Regions from separate parts of the Mus musculus genome. Here all the other regions are linked to region 3. A link is a contact called in public ChIA-PET and HiChIP or PLAC-seq data. All regions are on one chromosome and are shown on one strand. Each heading gives the region's core, a stretch centred on a gene start, on an enhancer-like site or on the middle of the called end of the contact. The rest is flanking DNA. Distances are from core to core; before and after follow the strand shown. Region 1 overlaps Nol10 (nucleolar protein 10). Region 2 overlaps Nol10 (nucleolar protein 10). Region 3 holds the start of Hpcal1 (hippocalcin-like 1).

Evidence for each region. ChIA-PET counts read pairs in DNA pulled down with a chosen protein or histone mark. HiChIP or PLAC-seq counts read pairs in DNA pulled down with a chosen protein or histone mark.
Region 1: an H3K27ac HiChIP or PLAC-seq map of trophoblast stem cells shows a contact between it and region 3, with 14 read pairs. The contact joins the enhancer-like site here to the promoter of Hpcal1 in region 3. A contact is called at or near these places in 6 of 39 promoter capture datasets (the C10 cell line, the HPC-7 cell line, cranial neural crest and 3 more) and 3 of 115 datasets of contacts at active chromatin or transcription factors (extraembryonic endoderm stem cells, pancreatic cancer cells and trophoblast stem cells).
Region 2: an RNA polymerase II ChIA-PET map of memory CD8 T cells shows a contact between it and region 3, with 16 read pairs. The contact joins the enhancer-like site here to the promoter of Hpcal1 in region 3. A contact is called at or near these places in 10 of 39 promoter capture datasets (the C10 cell line, the HPC-7 cell line, HPC-7-derived erythroid cells and 6 more), 5 of 484 Hi-C or Micro-C datasets (the CH12 cell line, the N1E-115 cell line, natural killer cells and 2 more) and 4 of 115 datasets of contacts at active chromatin or transcription factors (T-cell acute lymphoblastic leukemia, effector CD8 T cells, embryonic stem cells and 1 more).

The regions. Positions count from the first base shown.
Region 1 is chr12:17,417,449-17,421,957 of GRCm38.p6, reverse strand. All of the region lies in intron 19 of Nol10 (nucleolar protein 10), which reads right to left. Among named protein-coding and RNA genes, the nearest start is that of Gm36752, 17 kb to the left of the region's middle. Within about 2 kb of position 1,662, at least 56 of the 459 cell types and tissues checked have an H3K27ac peak or open chromatin away from gene starts, as enhancers often do. A contact at or near this core is called in embryonic stem cells, pancreatic cancer cells and trophoblast stem cells, where this site is marked.
Region 2 is chr12:17,389,364-17,393,831 of GRCm38.p6, reverse strand. The region is part of intron 13 of Nol10 (nucleolar protein 10); the gene reads right to left. Among named protein-coding and RNA genes, the nearest start is that of Mir3066, 36 kb to the right of the region's middle. Within about 2 kb of position 3,156, at least 43 of the 459 cell types and tissues checked have an H3K27ac peak or open chromatin away from gene starts, as enhancers often do. A contact at or near this core is called in the HPC-7 cell line, memory CD8 T cells and regulatory T cells, where this site is marked.
Region 3 is chr12:17,688,857-17,692,922 of GRCm38.p6, reverse strand. It overlaps Hpcal1 (hippocalcin-like 1), which reads right to left and starts at 2,114. Exons shown (of 5, transcript NM_001361645.1): 1 at 1,877-2,114.

The DNA of each region.
Region 1 (4,509 bases), core at 413-2,912, 270 kb after region 3:
CAAGCTAAAAAGCAGAAGGCAACGGACCTCAATGTTCCCCAGAACAGATTCTAGTTACATGGTAAATGGAATCCAAACATAAAATATAAACAGTGCTTTAGTGTTTCACGTTTTAACACTAGGTACTCCTAAATCACCAGTGCTGGGGCCACTGGCTAAGAACATCTCTGTCCTTGCCGAGGACCCAGTCTGATTCCCAGCACACATCAGAGACCACATCTGTCTAAAACTCCAGGGTATCTGCACATACTTCATGCACATAAACTCAGGTAAGCACATATACATACACACTAAATAAGTGCATCTTTTAAATAACTGACAAAACTTTGCTTTTCCTATAAAAGTTTCAAATACTCTCAATATTGCTAGTTTGCAAGTGGTGCTTCATAAGCTCCAGTGAGGGTGATCAATTAAGCAGTCAAAAATGTGATGTTTCAATCTCTCAGCACACTCAACTAACCAGATGTATGGCATTTATCTGACTCAACAAACATGTTTTCCCTGGGATTCTATTTCTTACTAAACATGTCCTCAGTATTCTGTAGCCTTGCACATCATACAAAAGGGCTAGCATCTCTCAAATGAACACATACCACAAGCCCAGCCTTAGGGCTCCATGTGTCCACTGGGACACCACCAAGAAGACACCTTATGAACACAAGCTGCAATTCCAGCTCTATGCTTTGAATGTCAGATTTGCTTCACTTCACAGGGAACATGCTGGACATTTCAGTGCTACCCTCAACTGTTCCATTCTGCTTCGGGGTTTAAATCAGGAGCCACTGTTAGAGTTGGTGTCTGCCTCCCCTACCTTCACACAGCCTTTTGGGTAATAACCTGGCTCTGAGTCTGTAAGCTCCTCTTGCCCCTGGCCTTGGGTAGGGTCTAGGCACATGGACCTTTCTGGGTATGAGGGACAGCTCTATCTCTTCTCAGACTCTCTTTGACAGTCTGAGTGGCTCCTTGGAAGTACAGTCTCTTTCATACCATTGGTCTAAAGCTGAGAGACTTGACCATGGGTTTCTGAACAGGGGCCTCTTCTGCTTCTATGACTTAATTCTCCGATGAACACGCAGTATCGTTACACAAGGTGTTTGTGTTACTGAGGGAGGGACTGCTGAGGACAGGTCCGATGATGTTAATCTCAGCTGGACAGTTCTCCATGGCTTTCCAGGGGTCTGCTGGGACTTGTCCACACCCCACTGAATGCTCAGCACTCTACCTTTCAAAAGACCAGTTCCAACAGGACTCTCACAAACGGTTTCCTGAGTTTTCCCTAAATCAAGCCCCTTTCTTTCTTTTCTCCCTTCCACACCTCTCTGATCAGAGGATATCTGCTAGGCTAGGAGTAACAGACATGTGTCCTTCCTGTCCTCAGCGTCTAGGAGGGTCTTAGTTCATTCATACCAGGCATTCCTTGGATGCTTGATGAATGGATAGGGGGTGGGGAAGCTGATAAGTGGGTAAATAACTCACAAACACAGCAACGTGTAAAGCATGAAAATTTGTGTTGATGGACATGTGTATTTATCTAAAACCTGCTGACTATTGACTGTTTACTTTCTCTGCTACAAAAATAATTTCCAAGCTGGGCAAGTCTGAGTGAATATTTAAACACAATACATCCCATTTTGTTGCTGTCTTTCCTGGACTGCCTTGTGGTGACTCATGGGATAAACATAAGGAGTTATTTCAGGTCTCTAAAGGATAATGGTTCAATGCTTTACTAAGCTGTATTAAAATCTGCAAGCCCAGGATTTACCACAATAATCCAGTCAAGACTAGCACTCGGTAAACTGCTTTTGCCAGTGCTAGCCAGCCCCACTGGGTTAGCCCTTTAAGAAGCAAGCTAAGTAACCTCCCCAGCTCTTCTCATAGCGACTGTTTTTCCCACCGACTGTGCTTCGCTGCAGGGATTCCCTCAGCTGCTGTTTATTTCTTGTTTACTGCATTTTGTTTATTTAGTGCAGAGAAGGAGCATTTGTGGGTAGTCAGACAGCCTCTAGTAGCCAGCTCTTTCATTCCACCATGAGGGATCTAGGACCAAACTTAGGTTGCCAGCAAGTGTCTTTACCCATTCAGGCACCTTGCTAGACCTGATGTTTACTCTTAAAATTTTTTAAATTACCGGAACAATCTGCATGAGTGTGTGCTGTACGAGAGTGAAGCTGGAAGAGGGAGGCAGGTTCTCTGGGAGCTGGACTTACACGTGGCTGTGAGCCTTCTGATGTCAGTGCTGGAAGTAAACTCAGGCTCTTTGAAAGAACAGCAAGCACTCTCTTCCATGGAGCCATTTCTTCTGCTCTACTAAATAAGAATTTTTAAAAACCCTAAAAGTATTTTAAAACTGTGTTTTATGTATATGAGTGTTTCATCTTCATATATATGTATCATGTGTGGGCCTGGTTCTGTGGAGGTCAGAAGAGGGCATCAGATCCCCTGGAATTGGCGTTTCAGATGTTTGTGAACCACCATGTTGGTGCTGGGAACTGAACCCTATTTGTTGAAAGCAACAAAAAACCAAAAAGCCAACAGATGCTCTTAACTTCTGAGCCATCTCTTTAGCCCCTAACTACAAACTTTTCTCCTGCTTGTTTGTCACGTGACTATCCAGCTCCAGCCCACAGGAAGACTGTTCTCAAGCTCAGCCATCCTCCACCCCCCAAAGTGGCCTAACTCCTATGGCTACACTGAACACAATCACTGCCGCTTCCTACCAGCGTTTACCAGGACATGAGGTTTTCTTGAGAAGACCTGAAGGGGCAGCTGACAGGCTGTCCTTCCAGTGTCTATTCCATTCCAAGCACTAGCTGGGAGCGCACGAAGCAAGACAAATGCAACAGAAAATAAACAATAAAAGCAGTCTGCAGCAGTGGTCTGAGAGTAATCCTGGACAAAGCAAGTTGCACAGCTATGGTGTGCCCACCCTGCAAAGCTATTTAGCAGTTTCTCTAAAGGCTAAGGACAGAGCGGCAACATGACTGCAATTCCACTCACGTAGGTAAAAACACATTCCAGCCTGAGCTATGGTTAAGCCAGCTTGGGCTCTCTGTAGAGTGACTCTTGTCTCTAAAAAACCAAAACTAACCAAATGGCTGCCTCAGAAAAAACTCTATCCATGACACTCTCTCTCTCTCTCTCTCTCTCTCTCTCTCTCTCTCTCTCTCTCTCTCTCTCTCCCCCACTAGCTTCTTTTTTTTTTTTTTTTTTTTTTTTTTTTTGGTTTTTCGAGACAGGGTTTCTCTGTGTAGCCCTGGCTGTCCTGGAACTCACTTTGTAGACCAGAAATCTGCCTGCCTCTGCCTCCCAAGTGCTGGGATTAAAGGCATGCACCACCACGCCCGGCTGCCACTAGCTTCTTTATAGCACACCTTTTGCTAACTGGAACACATGTGCTCCTTGGTTCTAAGGAGAAGGAGCAGCTCACCATCGCTGTGCTAGATAAGCGACAGAAGTGTGAAGATGAGAAAAGACATGTTTGAACTCCAGCAGCAACACTGATGCCTTCCCCACCCCACCTTTCTTCCCCTGGACTTTGTAAAAATCCCTGTTCCTGAATGGAAAACTGAGTGCTGGAGAAGAAAGCTCAAGAGGCACAGTAGTATTGGCTCTGCGGAATGTCTCTGGCCCAACCAGCTGCTCCCAAGGGCATCCCAACTCTTCTCTCCAAGATCACTCAGAGTGTCCAGTGTTATCTCAATGCTCTGCTTACAGAGTCTCAAAGGGAAGATGCACTTTGATACTTGACAACTGAAAATAGTTCAAAACAGTACCACTTTTCTGAGGGCTGATGCGCTTTCAGGCTGGTGAACATTTAGAACAGAGCCATATACACCATGTGAGGTGGACAGCCTGGGAGCAGCACGCATATTACATGCTGCACAGCATCTCCAGGGCATGCTTGGCGTCCCACCGAAGCTCGGCACCCACTAAAAGGTGCTCCTCTCTCCTGTCTCTAAGGCCCTGGCAGCCACCACTTTTCCTATCTCCCTGTATTTGACTACTCTACTCATCTTCTATCTCTCCATTCAGTTGTAAAGGACTTAATATTTCAAGCAAAATTCTGAGTAAATTTCCAATAATCAGGTAACTGAACTAGGTAAGGTTTGCTATGTTTGTCTGTGTGTGTGTGTACGCACATGTACGCAGAGGCTGGTGGCCAAAATTGAGTACCTTTTTCAATTACTCTCCATTTTTTAAAATTAATTAATTAATAAATTACTTTTGAGACAGGGTCTTTCTGTACAGCCTTGGGATTTCCTAGGAGTCTAGGTTGGCCTTGAACTTGTAATTCTCCTGCCTTTGCTGCCTGAATGCTGGGATTAAAGGTGTATGCCACTACACCCAGCTTCTTCTTTTTTCTTGAGACATGATTTCCTACTGATCTTGGTTTTTGCAGATTTGGCTAGACTGACTGGCCAAGTTCCAGGATCAGTCTGTTCCAGGCATGAACAACTGCATCTAGTTCTTTTGCATGGGTGCTGGGAATCAAATTCAGGCCCTCACACT
Region 2 (4,468 bases), core at 1,907-4,406, 300 kb after region 3:
GGCATATTAAATGACATAAAAACTCCTCAGCTTTCATTTTCCTTCAGCATTGATTGAAACAAAACAAAACAAAACAAGTAGAGCAATGTTACCACAGTTTCATTTTCTGTCGGCTAAATGAGAAGCACATTTTTTTAAGGTCTCCCATCTACTCTTTCCCAAGGAACCTGGCCTTGCATCTCAGCTACAGACTACAATTTGATGTCTATCATACTGCACTTGAATTGCAGAGTATTTCCTAGGGTTTGTGCCCAAAGACTGCATTAACAAGTTGCTGAGTGATGTTTTATGCTTAAAGCCTTTTCCTCTTATACCTTCCTAAGTGCTAAATTCAACCTCACAGGCCCCACAGACATGAGAGGCACCAGGCCGACTCGACAGCGGAGAATGGAGTTCTCTCTTTGATCAAGCACCTGGAAGCGAGTCTTGCTTTGCCGTTTTAGGCTGCCAAGAATCCCGGATGGCTTAGGATGCTGTCCTTGGTTGTCAGCACAGCAGTTGCTTCCGCTCTACCTGACGTCCTGCTGGCAAAGGACGTGCTAGTAAGCCTTCTGCGCACTGTCTGTGCTTTCAGAACCACCCCTCAAGTCTAAGCAAAGCCAACGGTGCTGCGACAAACAAAACACCCAGGGAAGGAGAAGCACACAAACAAAGGGAGAAGAAACTAGTAAGAAGGCTTACGACGTCTTCTCAGAGTTGTACATTTTAACAGTGCTATCCTGGGAAGGTCAAAAACTCTCTTGCCTCGTTACCTCCAGGGGAGCATGCATGGGGACTAGGAAATCCTGAAGGAGACATTTCAAACCCAGCAAAAGACTTCCTACATCCCCAAATGCAGTCAAAGGAGAAATGGAAAACAAACAAACAAAATCCTCCAAACTAAAACAAAAACCACCAATCTGGATTCAATCAGATAAAATGCCAACTTCAATGCTCACGTTTCTCTCTGAGGTCAAAGACTCTCACACTGACCATATCAAGGATCTGAAGATAGTAAATGTGTGTGTAAAGCTGTGAAAAGGGAAGAGTGTGTGTCCTAATAATCTTTTTTAGTGATGTCTCAAGATAGAGTCCAAGCACCATGCAAAAAACCTAACCATTACCATGGCTGTGAAGAAAGCTTTACATAAAAATAAATAAATAATCTCAGAGTAAAAAGAAAGAAGGGTGCTGGGAAGGAAGGTGGAGAAGAAGGTGGAAGAGGAAAAGCGGAGAGGGAGAGAGCTCTTGGGCAGGGAAGAACCATGCAATCTGTTAGGAAGCAGCTGTTCTGGGTGAAGCAAAGATTTAGCCCCACAGTGCTTAACAACCAAAGCAAAGAAAGAGGACCAGTGGCCTGGTGGAAGGAAGCATACCAATAACGTAAGAGGAGAAACCCACTTCTGAAACGGAACTGAAGCAGTCTCTCACAGGTCCATCCGGGCCTTTCAGAATGTACAGCACCCTTTAAGAGAGGTTTACAAAAACTTTATCTGACTTGAGCTGTCATTTATGAAGACTGAAGCTAAGTGGTCTAAGTTACATGACTTAACAGCTAAGACTGACTCTGGGGTATTTAAGATGCACCGTGCAACATTCCAACATGTCACTGCTAGCCACATATGGCTATTTAAAGAAAAATTAAGATGGAACAAAACTGAAAAACTCAGTCCTTTAGGCATCCTGGTCACATCCCAGGTAACCCTGGGTATAGTAAGGACCAGGGCAGACCCCAATCTGCTCTCTGACTATGGACACAATGTGACTAGCCTATTGTCACAGCAATGGGTAAATAAGGAATTTGTTAGCAGGTATAACAAAGTGTTGCACATCTACACAGTCAGTCTTGACATAAAAGATAGAAATAATCTAGTAAGTAGGCTGCAAGAAGGGATACGGGAACCTGAATCAGATTACTATAGGAAAAGTCAGTCTGAAATGACTATGTAGTAGATAGATAGAGCTGTGTATTCTAGAAAAAAGGCAAGCCTATAAGACAAATAGGAGGTCAGGATCTACTGAGGCCTGCAAGGCTGAGAGAGGGAGGAATAGGTTTTTTATTTTGTTTTGTTTTTGTATTTGGATTTTCGAGACAGGGTTTCTCTGTGTAGCTCTGGCTGTCCTGGAACTCACTCTGTAGACCAGGCTGGCCTCAAACTCAGAAATTCATCTGTCTCTGCCTCCTGAGTGCTGGGATTAAAGGCATGTGCCACCACGCCCGGCTGGAACAGGTTTTGATAGGACACCATCATGGTATATAGTGGCACAGTCATCTGTGAAAATTCACCAATGCACAACACCTTGAGTGGCCACTAATGCAAGTTGTAGACTCAGGCTGATGATGTTAAGTCAGCGTGGCTTCAGCAGTGTAGAGATATGCCACCCTGTACAGATTACTGATAGGAAGGCAGGCCCTTCTCCCTGGTCTGTTGTGAGCTAGAAAGCCGTCTAGAAACTGTAGTGAGGAGCAGGTGAATGATGGCATATGGTTATGGGCAGCCATGCAAGGAACAGACAGGCACGCCGACCTTTCCTTCACTTCCGACCTGTCACTTGATTCCCAGCCAACAATACCACTGTGTTCCATAAGAAGGTAAAAACATACTAAGCTGGGTGTGTACCTCTAGTCACAGATACAGAGGAAACTGACACAGGAGGATTGCTTTAGAGCTGGAGTTTGAGATCACCCTAGGCAACACAACTGAGGCCTGATGTCAAAGAAAGTAAGTGGCCAGGGAGTTCAATGCCAGTCAGCTTACATAGCAAGACCCTCTGCCTTTAAATTTTTAAATAAATAAATTTTAAACAAACAAACAAATAAATAAACATAAAAAAGCAAAGCCACACACAGCTTCTCCCTCACTGGGGATAATTCTGTGTTAAGGGGACTAGAAGTCAGATTTTCGGGAGCACAGCCAACAGGAAGACAGACAGTACACATCCGATTGCTGTCTCCCTTTGCTCTGTGTAAGCCCAAATATCTCCACCTTTCAGCTACATTTCTGGCCCTTTGCCTTCTATTTTTAAGAAAAGAAAATACAGCTCCTGGGGAAATGAATCAAAGAGACTAAGTCTTGACTTCAGTCTGACATCCTCAGGCAGTTCCAGCCACGGTGCAAACACGTGCTCTCCCGCTGCCATCTGAATGACGTCACTCACAGGAAACTGGCTTATAGGATTCATTTCCAAAGAAGAATGACAGAGAGATCAGCCAGGAAAGCCCCAAGATGGGAGAATAGAGCTGGTAGGTAAGGCTTGGGTCATCACCAGACTCAAACTACTGTCAGACAGGAAGTCATTCATTTCAAGAAAGAACATTAGACATGTGCTCACTTAAGAAAAAATAGGAATCATCTGATACATTAACATAATGTCACATATGCCATATGTGTAGCAAATATTTCCACATGTAAATTACATATTTTTAAACCAACCAGAACTGAAATCAATGTTTGAAAATGTGGCAGGATGCTCAGAAAATTACTTCCTGATTTATACACTTTAATGCCTTAGGTATGTCTGCTATTTTTGTTGCCCAATAATTGTGATGGGAAGTGGAGAGGGTTTCCTCTGTTAAGAAAAATGTCACAGATACTGTTACTGCCCAAGAGTGTTTAGATTAGAATAGGAAGCTCTCATTTCCTCTTTGGAAAGTTGAAAACAGCACACCTTGCCATCTAACACTGTGTATTTCCTCTCACTTCATAGATATAAACATAAATGAACAACAGTACCAAACAAGAGCATTGCCCTGGAGAACAAGCTCACACTTAAACTCATTTACAGATACAATTCATTTAGGAAGAAATGCTGTGAGCTTGGGTTAGTCAACAAAGAAACAAACAAGAAATCTGAAGACCACTCCTTTCCTTTTGTTAGTTGAAGTTAGTGAAAACATTCAGAACTTGGATTCCAACTCCTTCACTTGAAGTGTGTTGCTCATTAGCCTCACATTCGCCCCCCTTAAGTTAGCATCTGCAATATCCACATCCTTCCAAATCCCCCCCCCACCAGACCCAGCTTCCTTCTCCACCCTTCCTGTAGGTGAACATTAAGCAGCATCCTTTGATGACATCTGCAAACTACCTGTCTCTAAATTCAAATCTGAATTTAATCAGAGTACACCATGTTTTCACTCAAATCCCACTTCTCTTAGCTCTGGCAGCTTCGATGTGTCTGTCCTCACACCCGAGGGCTCTTCCTACACACTCAATGATGGCAGATCTCTGCTTTAGTCCAGTTTGTTGGTGTTGCCTCACCTTACGCACACTGCCTTTAAGATCTCACTTTTCCTTACATCATGAAAACATGCTTTCTGAGAATGGTTATACCTGATAATTCCTGAACTTCTAAATTTCACCAATCTATAACTACCAGAAAAACTTCTCAATGAATACAAAGACTTTCAGGAGAACCCCTCACTGTCCCCTCTGTCATATATCCCATGTACACAGGTGTCTCAAAGGCTCTTGGACTTCATTAGCTGAAC
Region 3 (4,066 bases), core at 865-3,364:
AGACTGAGAACAGGTGGTTTTCCAAGTGAGTCCCTGACATCAGGATTTAAAAATCAGCTTATGACATCCCTGGATGGCCATCATCTCAAAGACCTCAGGACTCAGGAGACAAATCAAAGGACCCAAACCGGAGGTTTCTGCTCCAATGTCACAACACCTGCTAAACCTTCCAGCTTCTTACAGAGAATAAGTAGGGAGCACCACAGAGCATGCAGGACTCTGGAACATATCCCATACAAAGGCAGGTGGCAAGCATTCCCACCAGTGCCCCATTTCGAGAGCCTGGCTTAAAAGCTGTTTTTAAACAGGGAAGGATCCTGAGAACAACAAGGTAGGGAGGGGAAATAATCAAGGGATCTGGCAGGTCCCTGACGCAGCCCCATGCCCGCCCCTCTGCCTGGCGCAGTGCAAATACTGAAATGGGGTAGGCTGAACTGCCAAGATCAGTATGCATATTCAGGATAGTGCAGTTTTACCAGGTTTCAATACTAAATACATTTGTTTTCTTAAATGAAGGGGTGGAATTGGAAGGAGGGTGCCACCCGGACCTCATCCTCCTGTATCAGGCTGACTGCATGGGAGTCAAGGCAGGCGGGGCTTGGGGGTGGGGGTGGAGGGTGTCTAACAGGATTTGGAGTCCTGGCGAACACCCTCTTCTGGGTGGACTTGTTAGTGGTTAGAATAGAGGGTGGCTTCCTGAATGACCAGGCCGGGAAGAAAGGTTCCTGAAACCCCAGACTGCCAGTCTACAGAGCCGGCCACTTTCTCAACGCAACTCTAATTCCAGATCGACATCCTCCAAGCACTTGTTGAACAAAAGGGCTCGCGAGTCTGTAGTCGCAGCCTTCCGGAACGCTGCCGGGGCGCAGGAGCCTTCCGGGCTAGCGCCCTACGCTGCGAGCTCCCCGCACACCCGAAGGCCGTGTCAAGCAGCCAGTAAGGTGCGGAGAGAAGGCAACGCACCCAGCCGCCTAAACTTTCTCAATCTCTCCAAGCTTTCGCTGTGAAGTTAGATCAAGGAAGGAGGCACAAACCACCGTATAGGAGGAAATGAGAGCGTCATCCTCAATAAAGGCAGAAAAAGATTTAAAGAGATGAGAATCCAATGAAGAGCACCTACTGTGCGCAAGACTCTGGGTCAAGAACTACGTGTAGTACGTTCTCACACTGTCAAGATAGCCCCTGAGGGGCCGCCCTCACTTGATACAGACGCCAACTGCGACTCAAAAAGGTGGCCCATCTCAGTCAGGCTCAGGTCTCAGGGCGGGTCACGGCGAGGCCAGGGCTGGGTTGGTCTTTCCCACTGTCCCAGAGCTGAACACAGCCAAGCGGGTCCCCATCCCTCATCAAAGCTCACAATTATCCAAGTGAACCTTGTGGACCTGCCGCCCCCACCCCACCCCGTGAGGGGTGTCAACGCCCGCTGCCACCAGGCAGGCACTTTGCCCATCGGATTCTAGTCGTACCCTCAGGTTCCTGAGCTACGCACTGCGCGGAGCGACACCAACCGGGGGCTCAGCTTGCCCGGGCAGACCGCCCACGCCCACCCCGCCACCCCCACTCTGCGCACAGCGGCTCCCCCCTCGACCCCGCCAGCACTAGTCCCCATCCCCACCGGCAACTGTGCCCTGACACACAATTCCACAAACGTAGTCTGAAAAGTGCACATCCCATCGAGCGCAACGATCCCCACGAGGACACGCCATTCTAGAGCCACGCCACCGTCCGCGGTCAGCTGCAAGCCCACTACGCAGAGAAACAGGCACCATCAGTACCGGCGCACACACACCCGTTCACTCACAGCCGGGTCGCAGCGAGCGGGTCACACACGCTCCCTCCATGCAACCCCGCAGTCCCGCAGTTTCCCCTTTCCTACCGGCTCTGGAGCTGGACGCGGTCCGCTGGCTTCTCGAGCCCAAGTTCTGCGGTGGCCGAGGCTGGGGAGGTGACCGAGAGAGCGGGCGTTTGCGCTCCCGCAGCCGCCGCGCCTGCTCTGCGACCTTCGCCGCTCGGAGAGACAAAAGGATCCGCCGGCCCAGGAGAGAGCGAGGTGTGGGCGACGGCCGCTCTGCAGGTCCACCACCCGCAGCCGCCGCCAGCCCGGGAAGGAAGGGAAGAGAAGGCGGGACCCGGAGGCGGAGGCCGGGGCGGGGCGCATCGCAAGGGCGGGCACTCAAGTTTCCAACGGACCCGCCTCCTGCTTCGACCACGCCCCCAGTCTTAGCCCCGCCTCAGCCGCAGCCTGGTCACGCCCCCGCCCTTTGCCACACCCGCTGCTGGACCCTCGGTGCGCCCACTCTGGTCCATATAGCTCCCTGATCACTCGCAGATTCTCAGCGCAGCAGAGGATACGATGGGTGTTAAGGCCACTGGGACTCGGGACGGGGAGACTCTGGGGGGGTGGAAGGGGAAGGAGAGCAGGGGAGGGGCCGAGCACTGGCCCCACCTCCCTAACCCTTGGCCTCTGGCCTGCGGGTGGGGAGAGGCCGAGAGGCGGTGCCCAAAAGGGCCGGCCTTACGCCAGCACCCACCCACCCCGCCCCCGCCCCCGCCCCCGCCGTACTTGGAAGGAAGTACAGTCCCAATGGCCAGGGAAGTGGAAAAGAGGCTTGAGTTGCCCTAGGCTCCCCAGGACCATCTGGGATGCCTGCAAGGATCTCCTCCCTCTCCACATCAGTCCCGTGTGCATCTGTCACCCACTTTCCTGCGCGTGGTTTAAGAGAAGAGCTTGGCCTGGAGGTGGAAGACCTACGTTCCAGCTGTAATTACTTCTGCTAACTCATCCAGCCATCTTGCCAAGAAAACCCTTGGATTCCCTCAGCCTCGGTTTCCTCACCAATAAACTGGACAACGAGGAGATCCAGAATCCTTCTTGGGGTCTTTGCCTCCCTGACATTCAGTGTGGTTTCAGTTTCCTGGTGAGGAGGCGGGGGCTTGGTTGACATCTCCCATAATAGGGACATCTGGCCTTGTGGGTCCCAGTGGTGCTTCCTTCAGACTCCCAGCATACTCTGGCAGATCGCACCTGCCATGCCCACCCACTGCAAATATCCCAGAAGACAGGTAACCACAGAAACAGCTTATATGAGGAGCTGGGCGAGCCTGTTGTGCAGAGATGAAACTGTCTCTCTGGCGTCTCTAGGGAAAAACTCAAATCCCTCCTTCAAATCCTCCTCCACAAAAACATGTGAGTGAACTCCTACTATTCAGGAGGCTGCCAGGGGTACCTGTAGTAGAGCAGCTCGGAGGTGGAGCTCTGGGGCCTTCTCCACTCCTCCCTGCCTCTGGTGCAGAAAGGCAAAACTAAACCCAGAGGGCTCAAGGGAATGACAGCTGTGAGAGTTAACAGCGCACCACCTGACTGATTTCGAGGGCTAACCTTTGGGTCTCTCTGGCCATGATCGCTTCCTTCTCAGTAAAGACCCCACGGGAGGTCAGTCTGCCCCTTTCTGTAGCACAGCACCACACAGGTATCTAGGGTTACAGGTAGGAGGTTCCCAGAAAGTGGATGGCTGAGGCAGAAGCCTTCAGATATCCTGTTAGCTAGGGCGGGTTGCTTTGTTCTGTGGTCTCCTATTTGTTCTCATTCAACACAAAAGAGGGAGGCCTCACTCAGACACCCAGAAACCCTCTGGCTTCTATCTAGTGACCTCAGCAGAACCTAAGGTCTTTGCAGGTCACTACTGGCTCTCAGCATTCATTTAAACAACAACAACAACAAACAAACAAAACTAAGATAGCAGAAATGGTACCTCAGGAAGGTCTTTTAGGAGCTGGGCCTGGAAGTAGTCTGAGTCATCTCTGCCCACATTCTTGGTCCAGAATTAGTCATATGAACCTACTTGGTTGTAAGGGGCTCAGGGAGTTATGGCTTTATTGGATGCCTGAACACACACACACACATACACACACACACACACACACACACACGTGCGCGCACACACACATACACACAGGGTAAGCACATAAATATAAATTTAAATTAAGTAATAGCTTACTTATTAGTACTTTAAGAAACCTGAGGGTAGCTGGGTGTAGTAGCACACACTTTTAATCCCAGCACTGA